Regions from separate parts of the Callithrix jacchus genome. Here region 2 is linked to region 1. The links are chromatin contacts, called in public Hi-C maps. All regions are on one chromosome and are shown on one strand. The core of a region is the stretch at or near the end of the contact, and the rest is flanking DNA. Distances in the headings are between cores, read along the strand shown. Region 1 holds the start of EPS8 (EGFR pathway substrate 8, signaling adaptor). Region 2 overlaps PTPRO (protein tyrosine phosphatase receptor type O).

Region 1 (7,419 bases), core at 4,147-6,646:
ATCTTTCTCCATCCCTTTGTTTTGAGTCTTTGCATATCCTTGCATGTGAAGTGGGTCTGGATGTAGCATACCGTTGGGTTTGGCTGTATCTTTTGATTAAGGGATTTAGTCGATTTAAATTTAGGATTACTGCCATTTGATGTTAGCTGGCTGTTTTGTCCATTTGTTGATGTAAATTCTTCATTATGTTGATGCTGTTTACTTTTTGGTATATTTTTGGAAAGGCTAATACTGGTTGTTCCTTTCTATGTGTAATGCTTCTTTCAGAAGCTCTTATAAAGCAAGCCTGGTGGTAATAAAATCTCTGAGTACTTGCTTGTTCATAAAAAAATTATTTTTCCTTCAGTTGTGAAGCTTAGTTTGGCTGGATATGAAATTCTGGCTGCAAGTTCTTTTCTTTAAGGATGTTGAATATTGGCCCCCACTCTCTTCTGGCTTGTAGGATTTCTGCCGAGAGATCTGCTGTGAGTCTGATAGGCTTCCCTTTGTGGGTAACCTGATCTTTCTCTCTGGCTGCCCTTAGTATTTTCTCCTTCATTTCAACCCTGGTGAATCTAACGATTATGTGCCTTGGGGTTGCTCTTCTTGAGGAATATCATTGTGGTGTTCTCTGTATTACCTGGAGTTGAATATTGTCCTGCCTTGCTAGGTTGGGAAAGTTTTCCTGAATAATATCGTGAAGAGTATTTTCCAGCTTGGATTCATTCTCTTTGTTGCATTCAGGTACAGCTATCAAACGTAGATTAGGTCTTTTCACATAGTCCCATATTTCTTGAAGACTTTGCTCATTCCTTTTTATCCTTTTTTCTCAATTTTTGTCTTCTCGTTTTATTTCATTAAGTAGGTCTTTGACCTCTGATATCCTTTCTTCTGCTTGATCAATTTGGCTATTCAAACTTGTGCATATTTCACGAAGTTCTCGTGTTGTGTTTTTCAGCTCCGTTAACTCATGTATATTCCTCTCTATATTGTCTATTCTTGTTAGCATTTAGTCAAACCTTTTTTCAAAGTTCTTAGTTTCTTTACATTGGGTTAGAACAAGTTCTTTTAACTCCCAGCAGTTTCTTATCATCCACCTTCTGAAGCATACTTCAGATAATGGAACACAGTCCTTCTCCATCAGGCCTTGTTCCATTGCTGATGAGGAACTGTGATCCTCTTTAGAGGGAGCGGCATTCTGATTTTGGGTATTCTCAGCCTTTTAGGCTGGTTTCTTCCCTTTGTTATAAATTTATCCATCTATTGTCTTTACAATTACTGCCTTTCTAATTAGGTTTCTGGGTGGACATCCAATTTATTGATTCCCAGCGCTGGAATCTGAGCAACCCACTGCACCGGCCAAAACAGCAGCGATAAGACTGATGGTGCTCTTCTGCCCGGGAATCTCCGGTCTGGCTTCCTTCTTCCTATAGCCTGTTATTTTTCTCTGCAGCTTCCATCGCCACGTGCCACCCCGTAGGTATTATGTGATTGTTTATTTACTGTCTGTCTGCCTTCTCTAAAATGTCAGCTCCACGGGAGTGGAAATTTTGATATGTGTTGTTCACTGCTCTATCTGCAGTCTCCAAAACATTACCTGAAACAGTAGCACTCAATAAATAATTTTTCAGTACAGTATAATTGTCTATTTCTCTGACTTGTTCACTAGACTCCAAGTCAATGCGGCATTTTATTCATCAATGTCAGTGCTCCACAAATGTTCTCATAACGAATTAATAGGAAATGTTCTAAAAAGAAATCTGTAGTTTTATTTGTTACTTTGAAACATGTTATTCCCACACCAAGTAGCAATTAATGACAGAGATGATATTATTTTTAAGTTTGTTTGTTTGAGTAGATTAGGAAAATAATTAAAAAGAAAACCATTTGAATATTAACTTCCAATCCTTTCTAAATTAAAATTGTGCTCTAAAACCTACGAAAAGACTGAAGCAGACATTGAATTCTGCAGATATTGAGCCCGTTTCTTAGCTTGATACAAACACTTGGGCTTCTTGTTCTTGTACTTAACTCTGTTTTTTCCATTTCTATATACAGAGGATAAAGAGAAACATTCATCCTCATAGAATGGCATAGCATACAGAAGTGACGAGGGCTGTGCTCTAAGAGGATTAAGCACACAAAGAAGATAATTAACTTGCTGAGGTCCCACAGAAATGTGTGCAATAGCAAGAATAGCACTCAGACTTTCCGTTATCTCAAGGAAGATCGATCAGTCAGACAGCTGCATGTTCATGACCAGAGGTGTTAACAGAAGTTAAGAAAAATATTTAACCCTAAACAAACACGAGAAAAGAAAACGTGAATAAAAATTGTTTTAAAGTGTAGGTTGATATCTAGCTTAAAGACCAAACCACAGAGAACTTTCTGTTACTAACTTTAAAATCATTCACAATTGCAAAAAACTCCAAATATTAACGTTTTACTATGGAAAATGATAAGAATGCAGAAGTATTGATGTTTTTAGACACAAATCCTTATAATTGATTTCATAGCCACTTATCAGGCACTTTTGCTGTGTTGGGAAATTACGAACAATTTCAACTTTTCTCCCTTGAGCTTTCAGTGTATTGCAAAAGATTTATAAAGAGCGTGTATTCTGTAATCAGAAGACAATTATGAAAACTTACTACGTGCTTACAGAGTCTTCTCTAATGTGTAGTAATCACCCTTGAATGTAATGTTCAGTCCTAAAATTTAGACATTATAAATGCACCTCACGTGTTCAAAAGGAAAGACTTGGCTGATCCACCAGAAAAACAGTTCCGAGTGTACCAAATTTGACCAGTTCCCTGAGTACTGTGTATTGCAAATTGGAAATGTAATACCAGGCAGATGTGTCATCATCTGACGAAAGTGAAACTCAAAGAAGAATCATTTTTGACCAGCAATCAGACTTTGGAAAGAAAGGAATAGAAAAAAGGAAAAAAACTCTGGAGAGAATTTGAGATTTATTTGATACCAATAATACCTTATATATAGTGGAAAATGGCCATTTAAAATATATATATTGCTAGACAAGCCATTATCCTCCAAACTCTTAGGAATCTTCATTAATATTCCTGAATGCATTATTGCAGGCAAGATTTTAGAATCATTTAGAATATGTGCCACCAGGACATTCCCCACAGGAATATCCCTTCTCCTACCAGCTCTGAGCTTGGGAAGCTTGGTTCACTTTGACCCCCTCCCCCAACTATGAATGCCAATTCTTAGGTCTCTGCCATTGTGGAGTCAGCTGGCATACATGGAAGGAGGATGGCAGTCTGTTCATCCTTCAACACCACCAGTTAAACTGAAGAATGTCTGCGGGCATCATCTGCAAGTCCAAAAGGCTAAATCAAGAATAAAAGCAAAACGAAATTCAAAAGAGAAGGGAATTCTTACTACCTTCTGCGTGGTGAGTTGATTGGGATAGAATTACTTGAGATGATACCAATAAACATGAGATGTTTATGAGAAAATCGATTTAAATTTTAAATAATTAAATCTCATAATTTTCTTAATGTGTATTGAAATATGCTGTAAACATAAATAATATAACTTGTTAGTTGAAAATCAAAAGTATTTATGTAAATGATGCACAATCCCTAAAAATGTGCTTCAGCAAGCTGTAAATGGGACAATATATGGGAGGAGACTGCCATCTGGTGGCTGAAGGAAAAATGCATTTCTGTGTAGGACAGGAATAAAAACTTGTTTAAGCAAATAAATGTTAATATTACTATTATTTGTATTTTAGAGGCAGGATCTCGTTCTGTCGCCCAGGCTGGAATGCACTGGAAAGAGCATATCTCACTGCAGCCTTGACTTCCTGGCCAGTCTTTTTTTACACCTTAGCCTCCCAAGCAGCTGTTACTACAGGTAAGTGCCACAGCACCTGACGACTTTTTAAAAAATTTCTGTAGAGACTGGATCTCACTCTTGCCTGGGCTGATCTCCTGGCCTGAGGCCACCCTGCTGCCTAGGCCCACTATCCTATTTTATTAACCAAACACTTCTATGTTAATTCAAGAATCGAATAAGATATAGAGGTATATGTGGTGACTTTTTAAATATGTAAATGATTTTCTTAATGTTACGTATTCTTTCCATTTAGAGGTGTAATATATGCCATTGTGGAAAAAATGTATTTTTATATATCATGTATTTCTAAACTATAGGAAAGTATAGAGAAGGAAACAAAATCTGTAACTCCACCACCTAGAGACAATTACAATGAACATTTTAATAAATTTCCTGCACCCTTTTTTCTATACAGTCACATTCTTTTCATATAATTGATACCACAGAAAGGATTTAGTTTTGAATACTGCTTTAAGAACATTAAGAGTACATTATGTGTTTTTTAAAAGTGTTTCAAGCTTGCTGTCGTTTGAGAGAGGTTCTTTTCCTGGGAGAGAATAAAATATGCATATGTATGAATAGGTGACAGTATCTTTTGTTCAGGAAATTGCAAGTAGCTCAGTGCTGTTGGAAAAGGAAAGTTAAATGCTTCCAGTTCACTGACAGTGTCTGGGAGGAGAATTAAGCAGACAGAGGTGGAGAGGTATGTGGAAAACTGACCAAGAAGAACCGTAGGCCTGTCGTTTATCTACGTTGTCTGTTTACATGGATAATTATTGAGGAATTCTGGGTAATGAACCAAGGTTACTGGATTTTCACACCATAAAATAATAATAAAATAATTTGACACTAATATTGAGGACAGACTAAAAAAATAGCTGTCAAGCTAGCTGCACTTTAGAACTTCCTAGGGAGCTTTTAAAGTGCTGATCCCTAGACCTCAGTTCAAACTAATTAAATCAGGGTCCTTGGAAATGAGATAGTTTAAAAAGTTTCTCAGATGATACTATCGTGCTGCTAGGGTCGAGATTCACTAAAAGGAGATGAAACTAGAGACAGAAATATCATTTAGAAGGGTGTTGCTTTAGACCATGTGAAAAATGAGGTACACTTAAATTGGGTTGGTGACTGTGTGTGTAGAAGTGACTTGTGGCAGAACTGACACAAGTTGCTGATTGATTGAACACAAGGTATGAAAATAAAAGATTCAAGAATTATTCTCCAATAGTGCCTCGGTAAATGGTGGTACCAACAGGAAAGACAGCTGATCAGCCAAGTGTGTGGGAGGCAAGGAAGGCGTGTTCATTAAAATTTACCGTTTTCCTTTAGATCCGTCACCAGTGGCACACCTTTAGACATATTTTCTCTTGCCCTCTTGTAAATCCTTTTGCCAGATGTCGTCTCTTAGCTCCACCCTACTCTCCTTGTGATAGTGTGGCGAGGACGCTACCAAATCTCATTTTTGCTTCCCCACGCTGTTCTGTGGTAGCGTCTTCCAGCAGGGGGCGTGAGAGGAGGGCAGCAACGCTGGAGAGAAAGAAGGGACTGCTATTTCCGGTTTGCTGCTTTATGGCTTCCTGTCTTCTTGTGGTTCTATTAAAAACTAATCCTCCTGTACTTTTTTTTTTCCACCCCTGTAGCATTTTTTTTTTTTTTCCTGTAGCAGCAGCAGAATCCAGGTTGCACTTTTTTCATTCCTTGAAGAACCTGCCTTATGACCACCACCACCAGCCACCCAACCACCACCACCAACACGAGCATCTGCTACCTGGTGTCTGCTCCTGAGATGCTGGAGTTTCAGGACTACAGTGCCCTTCTCTGTTTCTATTAATAAGTTTTTTTCTTTGTTCTTTTTGATCTCTCAGGCTTGGGGATGATACTTGTTTTCTGAATTGCTTTTTCCATGATTTGTTAGAGTTCTCTTTTTACCATTTCATAGTTAACACCTTAAAAGCTATATAACTATTGTTTATATTAAGTTCTCTCTATCAAATAACACGTGTATTTTCTGTCTCCTGATTAGACCATAGAGGGCCACTGTGGATACAACATGCCCTCTCAGCACTAATTTGGCCTGGCAGCCTTTCTAAGGAGCACCACTCCATGTTTCCAGATTAAATAAACATTTAACTATAATGGCAATTTAAGCACTTATTTTTATAGAAGAATTAAATAAGTATTCTCAATCATTGCAAAATAGAAGAACCTAAGAGTTGTAATGACTTTATCTGATTCTTTCTCTTCTACCACACAAGGGAGAGACAAAGTCCTTGCATTTAGGGCTTCATATGGTTGTCCCTTGTTTCTGAACTCTATCTGCTCATATCCTGATCTTCCTGTTGCAGACCCTGCTCACTCCTCCACCATCTAGGGTCCTCATGTATTTTCTTCAGAAAATACAACTTCTTTCCATGTCACAGAAGAACTGTCATCATTATGTGTAATTAAACTACACAGGCTAGATGGTGATGGAGTTTTCCTTGGCCTGCATGTTGCTAAAGGAACACAGGAGTTTGCCAAGGGGATACTGTGGTTCTGGTACTGTAAGTGAGGTAAAGTTGGTGAGGGCTCTGTTAGATATAGAAAGTTCCTCTTCAAACTATACTACAAGGCTACAGTAATTCAAACAGCATGGAACTGGGACCAAAACAGAGATGTAGACCAATGGAACAGAACAGAGTCCTCAGAGGTAATGCCACACATCTACAACCATTTGATCTTTGACAAACAGGACAAAAACAAACAATGGGGAAAGGATTCCCTGTTTAATAAATGGTGTTGGGAAAGCTGACTAGCCATGTGCATAAGGCAGAAACTGGACCCATTCCTGACACCTTATGCTAAAGTTAACTCCAGATGGATTAAAGACTTAATCATCAAATTAAGTCAAGAAGCAAGATTAGAGGAAAAAGAGTGAAAAGAAATGAACAGAGCATCCAAGAATATGGGATTTTATGAAAAGACCTAATCTACATTTGATCAGTGTACCTGAATGTGACAGAGAGAATGAATCCAAGCTGGAAAATACTCTTCAGGATATTATCCAGGGGAACTTCCCCAACCTAGCAAGGCAGGCCAACATTCAAGTCAGATTCACCAGGAAATACAGAGACTACCACAAAGATATTCCTCAGGAAGGGCAACCCATCTCTACTGAAAATGCAAAAATACAAAAATTAGCTGGGTATGTGGTGTGTGCCTGTAATCCCAGTTACTCAAGAGGCTGAGGCAGGAGAATCACGTGAACTTGGGAAGCGGAGGCTACAGAGAGGCCAGATTGTGCCACTGCACTCCAGCTTGGGTGTCAGAGTGAGACTCCATCTCAAAATAAAAATAAAAATAAAAACACTGCTAAGTATCTGGATCACCTCTGGGTAGTTCTGTATTGATTTCCTCTTCAGGATTCTTCATATTTTTCAGTTGCTTCACATGGCTAGTAATTTTGGATTTTATACTGGAACTTGTAACTTGTAAATCTTATATTTAGAGATTCTGAAGTCTTTAAATTCTTGTAAATTATTTTATTTATTTATTCATGTTTTGTTAAAGCAAGAAACTCTCAACTCTGTCATT
Region 2 (7,280 bases), core at 3,209-5,708, 290 kb before region 1:
AGGACCAGTGAAAGGGAGAGTAGAAAGGCTAAAGATCACCTTTCTTGTGTTTAAATTTCAGTTTCAGCAACCAAATTCAAAGGGTTCCACTCGAGCACCTGCACGTTTAAAAGATAAAGATAGTCATTACTGTCATAAAAAGGTGTGGATGTGATTTTTATAGCCTTTGGAAGAACCATTCTTAAAATCACACAGACTAATTTCGGTCAGTTACTCCGATAGCCTCTTTGATGAAAAATGGAGAAAACGTTACATAAGCGTGTGATCCTTTGCCAATTTTATCACCGGTAAATTTTCGGTTTTTTTCCCACAGGTGTGGAGCAGCATTTGGTGTTGACAGTGGCTGGTTAGGTGATAATTTTGTCACTTATCTTTCAGGGATACAACTCACCCCAGGAGTATATTGCCACCCAGGGGCCGCTGCCTGAAACCAGAAATGACTTCTGGAACATGGTCCAGCAACAGAAGTCTCAGATTATTGTCATGCTCACCCAGTGTAACGAGAAAAGGAGGGTATGTGCTTACTGAAGCTGTTTGTGCTCAGCAGCAAAACCTGCCGCGGCCACTGACGTTGATGAAGGGCTTGCTGTCTGCAAAGTCAAACGAAACATAGAGAAAAATCACTAAATTTAAAACATTTTATTCGGGAAGCAAGAATTAGAATTTGGGGGCAAACACACAGGCCCAGTGGTCTTTGCAAAGTCCAGAGGAAAAAAGAGAAGGTTGGACGTCTTCTAAAAAGGATGAATATTGCATATTATTTTGCAGGAAAGTTCATTAGCATTAGTAAAGTTTTGGGGAGCGGCAAGCTCTGATTGGTGAGTGGTGGCAGTGGGAAAACTAGTCTCAGAATCGCAGCAGGTTGCTTCAGTTGCTATTAGATAACACTGATTTCAAGTTACTAACAGCAGTTTCAGCAACCAGCGCTTACAGAGAATTACATTCCTGGAGCAATGTTATGCGTTCTGAGTGCTTTTTTGTTTGTTTGTTTGTTTGTTTGTTTTTGAGACAGAGTCTCTCTCTGTCGCCCAGGCTGGAGTGCAGTGGCGGGATCTCAGCTCACTGCAACCTCCACTTCTCAGGTTCAAGCGATTCTCCTGCCTCAGCCTCCCCAGTGACTGGGGCGTTCCGAGTACTGTATCCCCTGACCGCTCAGCTCTGTCTCCGTTAGGTATGATGAGAAAGGCCGAAGTCATGTGATAAGAATTCACACTATGTAGCAAAACCGATGGTATTTGCTTTCTGTTTCATCTTTGCAACGGTCCTATCTAATCTTTCAGAGGCGAATACCTTTGTGTTCCCTAAGTGAGCTCAGACTTAATTTCTTCCCTAGTCTGTTTAAAAAACAAAAAATGCTTTGCCCTTGCTCCAGGTGAAATGTGACCATTACTGGCCATTCACAGAAGAACCTATAGCTTACGGAGACATCACCGTGGAGATGATTTCAGAGGAAGAGCGGGACGACTGGGCCTGTAGACACTTCCGGATCAACTATGTAAGTCACCAGGCAGAGAGCGGTGCTGTCCGTATACTGACACCGACACCACTGCCCGGCAGGTGCTGGGAGCCCCAGCCAAGGAGCACTTTGGCCTTGGCAATGCTGCTCTCTTCAGAAGGAAAAATCAACTCTCAGTGTCATTGTTTCCCATTTCATCAGTGATGGTGTGGATGATCTGGTTAGTCTGGAGAGCCTGAGAGGATAGAGTAAGAAGTGCACTAGTTCATCTCGAATTAGCTCAGGAGCATAGAAGACTATTAATCATTGCCTATCAGGCATCATTGAGGACAGAAGTGTTCTCGTTACTTATGCTAATCATATATGAGTATAATTAGGGTCTATAAGGCGTACTTACATTTTAAATTAAATGATTAAACCATGATTTAGTAGTTTGGGTTTTGTTTGTTTTTTTTTTTTTCTTATTTTGTTCTGGTTTGGTTTTCATTATTTGGAAGGTACTTCTAGGTCTTATTAATCATAATTCCCTATTTCTCTTGAATGGCTATTGATTTCTGATTGATAACATGTCCAGAAAAGTCTGTTTTTCTCACAAGGCCTGTCACCTTTCTGCTGACAAGTCTCTGAGCAAATGCTCAATATTTCTGTGCCAGGCTAACATCAACCAAAGTCAAGCCATTGACTTCAGCCTATAGAATATAGAGGAGTTTTTACTCTTAATAGTCTTCTCCACTTGAACGTGCTCCCTATGAAGACAAAATTGAATAGGAAAATTCTCATTGACATGTTCTTCCTTGCTTAGAAACAATCCTAATAGTTAAGGAGATAAGAAATTGCAACCTATTGACCAACTTTACCTACTGCCTGTTGTCTAAAGTCCAGGAGCTAAGAATGGTTTTGACATTTTTTAATGGCTGAAAAAATCGACTGAGCACCGTGGTTCACACCTGGAATCCAGCACTTTGAGAGGCTGAGGCAAACGGATTACTTTAGCCCAGGATTTCAAGATCAGCCTAAGCAATACAGGGAGACCCCATCGTACTAAAAATAGAAAAATTAGCTGGCTTGGTGGCACACACCTGTAGTCCCAGCTACTCGAGAGGCTGAGGTGGGAGAATCACTTGAGCCCAGTGGGTAGCAGTTGCAGTGAGCCAAGATTGTGCCACTACACTTCAGCCTGGGCAACGAGAGCAAGACTCTGTCTCAAAAAAAAAAAAAAAAAAAAAAAAAAAAAAAAAAAACAAGAAAAATAGTATGAAATACCATATGAAAATAATATGAAATACTGTATGTCTATAGTACACACTATTTCGTACTATTTATATGAAATACCCTATGTAAATTCTGTGAAATTCAAATTTCAATGTCCATATATAATATTTTATTAGAACACAGGCTGCATTTGCTTGCAAATAATCTCTGACTGCTTTTGTGCTACATCAAGCTTGAGTAGTTGCAATCAAAACGACATGATTTGCAAAAAAACTACAATACTTGCTAACTGTCCCTTTGCAGAAAATGTTTGCTGACCCTCAAAACACACCAGGGAAACAAAGATTGCCCATATCAGTACAACGTAAGAACCTGATACTATCTATTTATTCATATGTACGAGAGATAAATCAATTCTTTTTTTTTTTTTTTTTTTGGAGATGGAGTCTTGCTCTTTTGCCCAGGCTGGAGTGCAGTGGTGCAATCTCAGTTCACTGCAACCTCTGCCTCCTGGGTTGAAGCAATTCTCTTGCCTCAGCCTCCCAGGTAGCTAGGATTCTAGGCGCCTACCACCACGCCCGGCTAATTTTTGTATTTTTAGTAGAGACAGGCTTTAGCCGTGTTGGCCAGGCTGGTCTGGAACTCCTGACCTCGTGATCCTCCTGCCTCCCAAAGTGCTAGGATTACAGGTGTGAACCCCTGCGCCCAGGCAATAAATCACTTCTTAACTGGCAGTTAACAATGTCTTTTGCCACCAGGAGAATTTAGGCAAATCCCTGTCCGGCTCTAACAGACTGTGTTTCATGTCGTTTCAGTCATTTGAAATTCACCTTGCTTCCACATTAAGCACGCGTTTCTGCTCAAATGCAGAGTTTCAGCTTAAGTGTCACCTGTTTTGTGGCATCTTCTCTGGGCTTGGACACCATTAACACTTTCCTTTGCTGGGGCAGAAACTCAGTAAACTGCTCTATCACAGCACATCGTAGCAGTGACAATTCTCACTCCTCGTTTCTGCCTCCCCGATACACTGTGAGTTTCAGAAGCAACTGCTCTATCCTTGTGGAATGAATAAATCAGTAAATGAACGAGTTATTTCAAAAATAATAAGGCACTCGTAAAGCATCAACAGACTTTCCATCAGAGAAAATATTTGTCAACCCGAATGCCGTTTGAACTCTGCTTTCGTTCTTAGCTATTTCCATGGAGAAGCCAGCACAAATTGCTAAACAAATACAGTACAAATCTGTCCCTAGGTTTGCATGTAGGAGAGAACATTTCAGAGCACAAAATAGGGTCTGTTCCACTGCCGATTCTGTTGGCAAGGAGGAGTCACACAGATTATTGCATGGTCAGTACTATGCTTCTTGTCCTTGGTCTTAAATGACGACCTATCTTTCGATGACAATCATGTGAAGGATTTGAAAACTAGGAATAAAACATTGAACCGCAGTGTTTGCTTGGAAGGCATTCATCTGTTACAAGCATCTGGTACCAGAGTGCCCCCTTTTGGCCGTAAGGATACCGAAGCTAAATGTTAAGTTCCTAAAATGAAAGCTCAGTTGCCCGAAAAGCACTGTGCTGTGCTAATAAACACGTTTTACAGTTAGTTTCGTTTTTTGTTTATACCCTTCTTTATCCATTCCATATTGATATGCAGAAGCTTTCCAATTACAAAAAGGATAAAATTACATAAATAAGGAAATCAAGGTAAGAGAAATTTGGGATTAGCTAAGTAAGAGAAAACCAGAAAAGTTTTCTCATTTAACAGGAAAGGAGAAAAATGACCATAACACACAACTTGTCACTTTCTACTACTTGAAACTTGGCATGGCCTGTGTGAGAGCTGGAGAGTAAAGATCATCAAAAACATTTTTGTTGCCAGGAAACTCATGCCTTGCTATTCAGCTCACAGGCTGACCGCGGTTCCAGGACCCCTGCCTTGTAGCTGCGGAGCAACTAACTAAAATTTAATAATTTCCTGATTTTAAATCACCTTGCAGTTTTTAGCCAAATACATTTTCACTTCAAGGTTGAAAGTGAAAATGTAAATGGTTGAAGTGAAAATGTATTTCGGCTAAAAAAATATATATACACACACACACACACATATATATACACACACATATATATATACACACACATATATACACACACACAAATATATACACATACACATATATACACACACACACATATATATACACACACATATATACACACACATATATACACACACAAATATATACACATACACATATATATACACACACACACATATATACACACACATATATACACACACAAATATATACACATACACATATATACACACACACATATATATACACACATATATATACACACATATATACACACACACAAATATATACACATACACATATATATATACACACACATATATACACACATATATACACACACACAAATATATACACATACACATATATATACACACATATATACACACACACAAATATATACACATACACATATATATACACACACATATATACACACACATATATACACACACAAATATATACACATACACATATATATACACACACATATATACACACACACAAATATATACACATACACATATATATACACACACATATATACACACACATACATACACACATGCACACATATATATACACACACACAAATATATACACATACACATATATATACACACATATATACACACATACACACACATACATACACGCACACACACATATACATACACACACATATATACACACACAAATATATACACATATACATATATATACACATATACATATATATACACACACATATATACACACACACAAATATATACACATACACATATATATACACACATATATACACACATACACACACATACATACACGCACACACACATATATATATACACACATATACACATATATATGCATACACACATATATATACACATATATAAATACACATACACACATACACATGTGCACACTCATGCACATACATACATACACACATACACACACTATACACACATGTATACACATACACATATATACACACATATATACATACAAACTCACATATATATACACCCACACACATATATATACATGCACACTCACACATATATACACCCACACACATATATATATACATACACACACGTATATATACACATAAACACACACACATATATATATTGGCTACAATGTACACAAGTTATACAAATTATGATCGGCATTTGAACAGGACGAGCATTCTCCTGAACTTTCCTGGCAACCAAAGTTATCTGGTGGCTGGGTATTCTCAAATCCTCATGATGTTGAATAAGTAAATTATCCTGTGCAATTCACTATGCCCAAGATACTTTCTCAACATACTTCCTGAAGGCAGCACTGAGGGTAGCCAGTATCTTTGTAGACTTCATGCTCTCTGTGTCTCAGCCAGAGCCCTTGAACATAGCAGGGGAGGTGCTGCACACTGCTGGGGATACATTAGGTGCCAAGGGTACAACGGGTGGAGGGGAGGTGACAACTCATGTATATTTAAGCAGATCTTATATATTTCTTTGTACATTTTATTTACGTATTGTCTTTATACATTGATTTTCTGCCCAAGACCACTGACTCTTCGAAATTCATTTCTCTTTTAATACCTGAACTTAAACTTTAACTCAAAACTGACAGCGAGGCCAAGTTTCCCTCCTTCCCAATTATGATATATATTCCATTCTCTGAGTGAATTCTAGGCTCTTTGCGAATTTGAGGAATGAGAGATGAATCAGACCTTTATGAAGCCTGGGTTTGGGATATTTCTGACAGTTGCTGACACATGGAGAATACATCATGCTTACAAATTCGTTGGGACTAAAAATAGTTGATCTGGAAAGATCCACATTTTAGTTAATATGTAGTCCGTTCAAAGGGACCAGCAATATATTTGATGCATGGGACAACAGGAATAGGATTAATACACAAGCTATACTCACTTGCTTGGATTCCCAGAACCAGCCATACAATGCACAGAGCTGGATGACAGTGAGTGATAGTAATGAGGTACTAGTAGGTAATGATAATCACAAATGTGATTACACTTAATCCACACAACTCCTGTTGTAAGTGTCATTGGGCCATTTTTGGATATGAGAAAACTGAAGTTCAGTGAGTCAGGTCTTCTAGTATCAAAGCCCGAGACAAGGGTTCTCATATGAGTGATTTTGTGGAAGTGCATTCTTGGGGAAGCCCCACAGGGAGCAAGGGAAGCAGACTGACAGAGAAGAAGCCACTCAGAGCATTCAGCTGAAGTCTCCCCTGTGCTGGATCCCACAGACAGTGCTGGGGCATGAACAGCACCATGGCATTGTCTCACTCTGAAAGAGGCTGGATTTTTGCACCCCACGGTTAGTCAATCATTAGCTGTGGGCTGCCCTCAGCAGGAGAAAGCAACCTCTTAGGCATTTTCCATCGAGGCAGCTCCATGCAGTAGAAGGCAACTATCAAAAGAAGGGTACTGCTATGCTGTTATCAGCAACGGGGAAAAGTGTGCCCCAGGATGGCAGAGGGTATCCAAAGGG

What was found. A called contact is a pair of places that touch in the nucleus more often than the background predicts.
Region 2: a contact with region 1 is called in a Hi-C map of induced pluripotent stem cells, with 4 times the contacts expected there. The contact joins the enhancer-like site here to the promoter of EPS8 in region 1. A contact is called at or near these places in 3 of 3 Hi-C or Micro-C datasets (induced pluripotent stem cells and skeletal muscle).

What each region holds. Positions count from the first base shown.
Region 1 is chr9:7,441,397-7,448,815 of calJac240_pri, reverse strand. It overlaps EPS8 (EGFR pathway substrate 8, signaling adaptor), which reads right to left and starts at 5,396. Exons shown (of 22, transcript XM_035255264.3): 1 at 5,163-5,396.
Region 2 is chr9:7,727,044-7,734,323 of calJac240_pri, reverse strand. It overlaps PTPRO (protein tyrosine phosphatase receptor type O), which reads left to right. Exons shown (of 27, transcript XM_035255268.3): 22 at 379-513; 23 at 1,373-1,495. Among named protein-coding and RNA genes, the nearest start is that of PTPRO, 270 kb to the left of the region's middle. Within about 2 kb of position 4,458, at least 6 of the 16 cell types and tissues checked have an H3K27ac peak or open chromatin away from gene starts, as enhancers often do.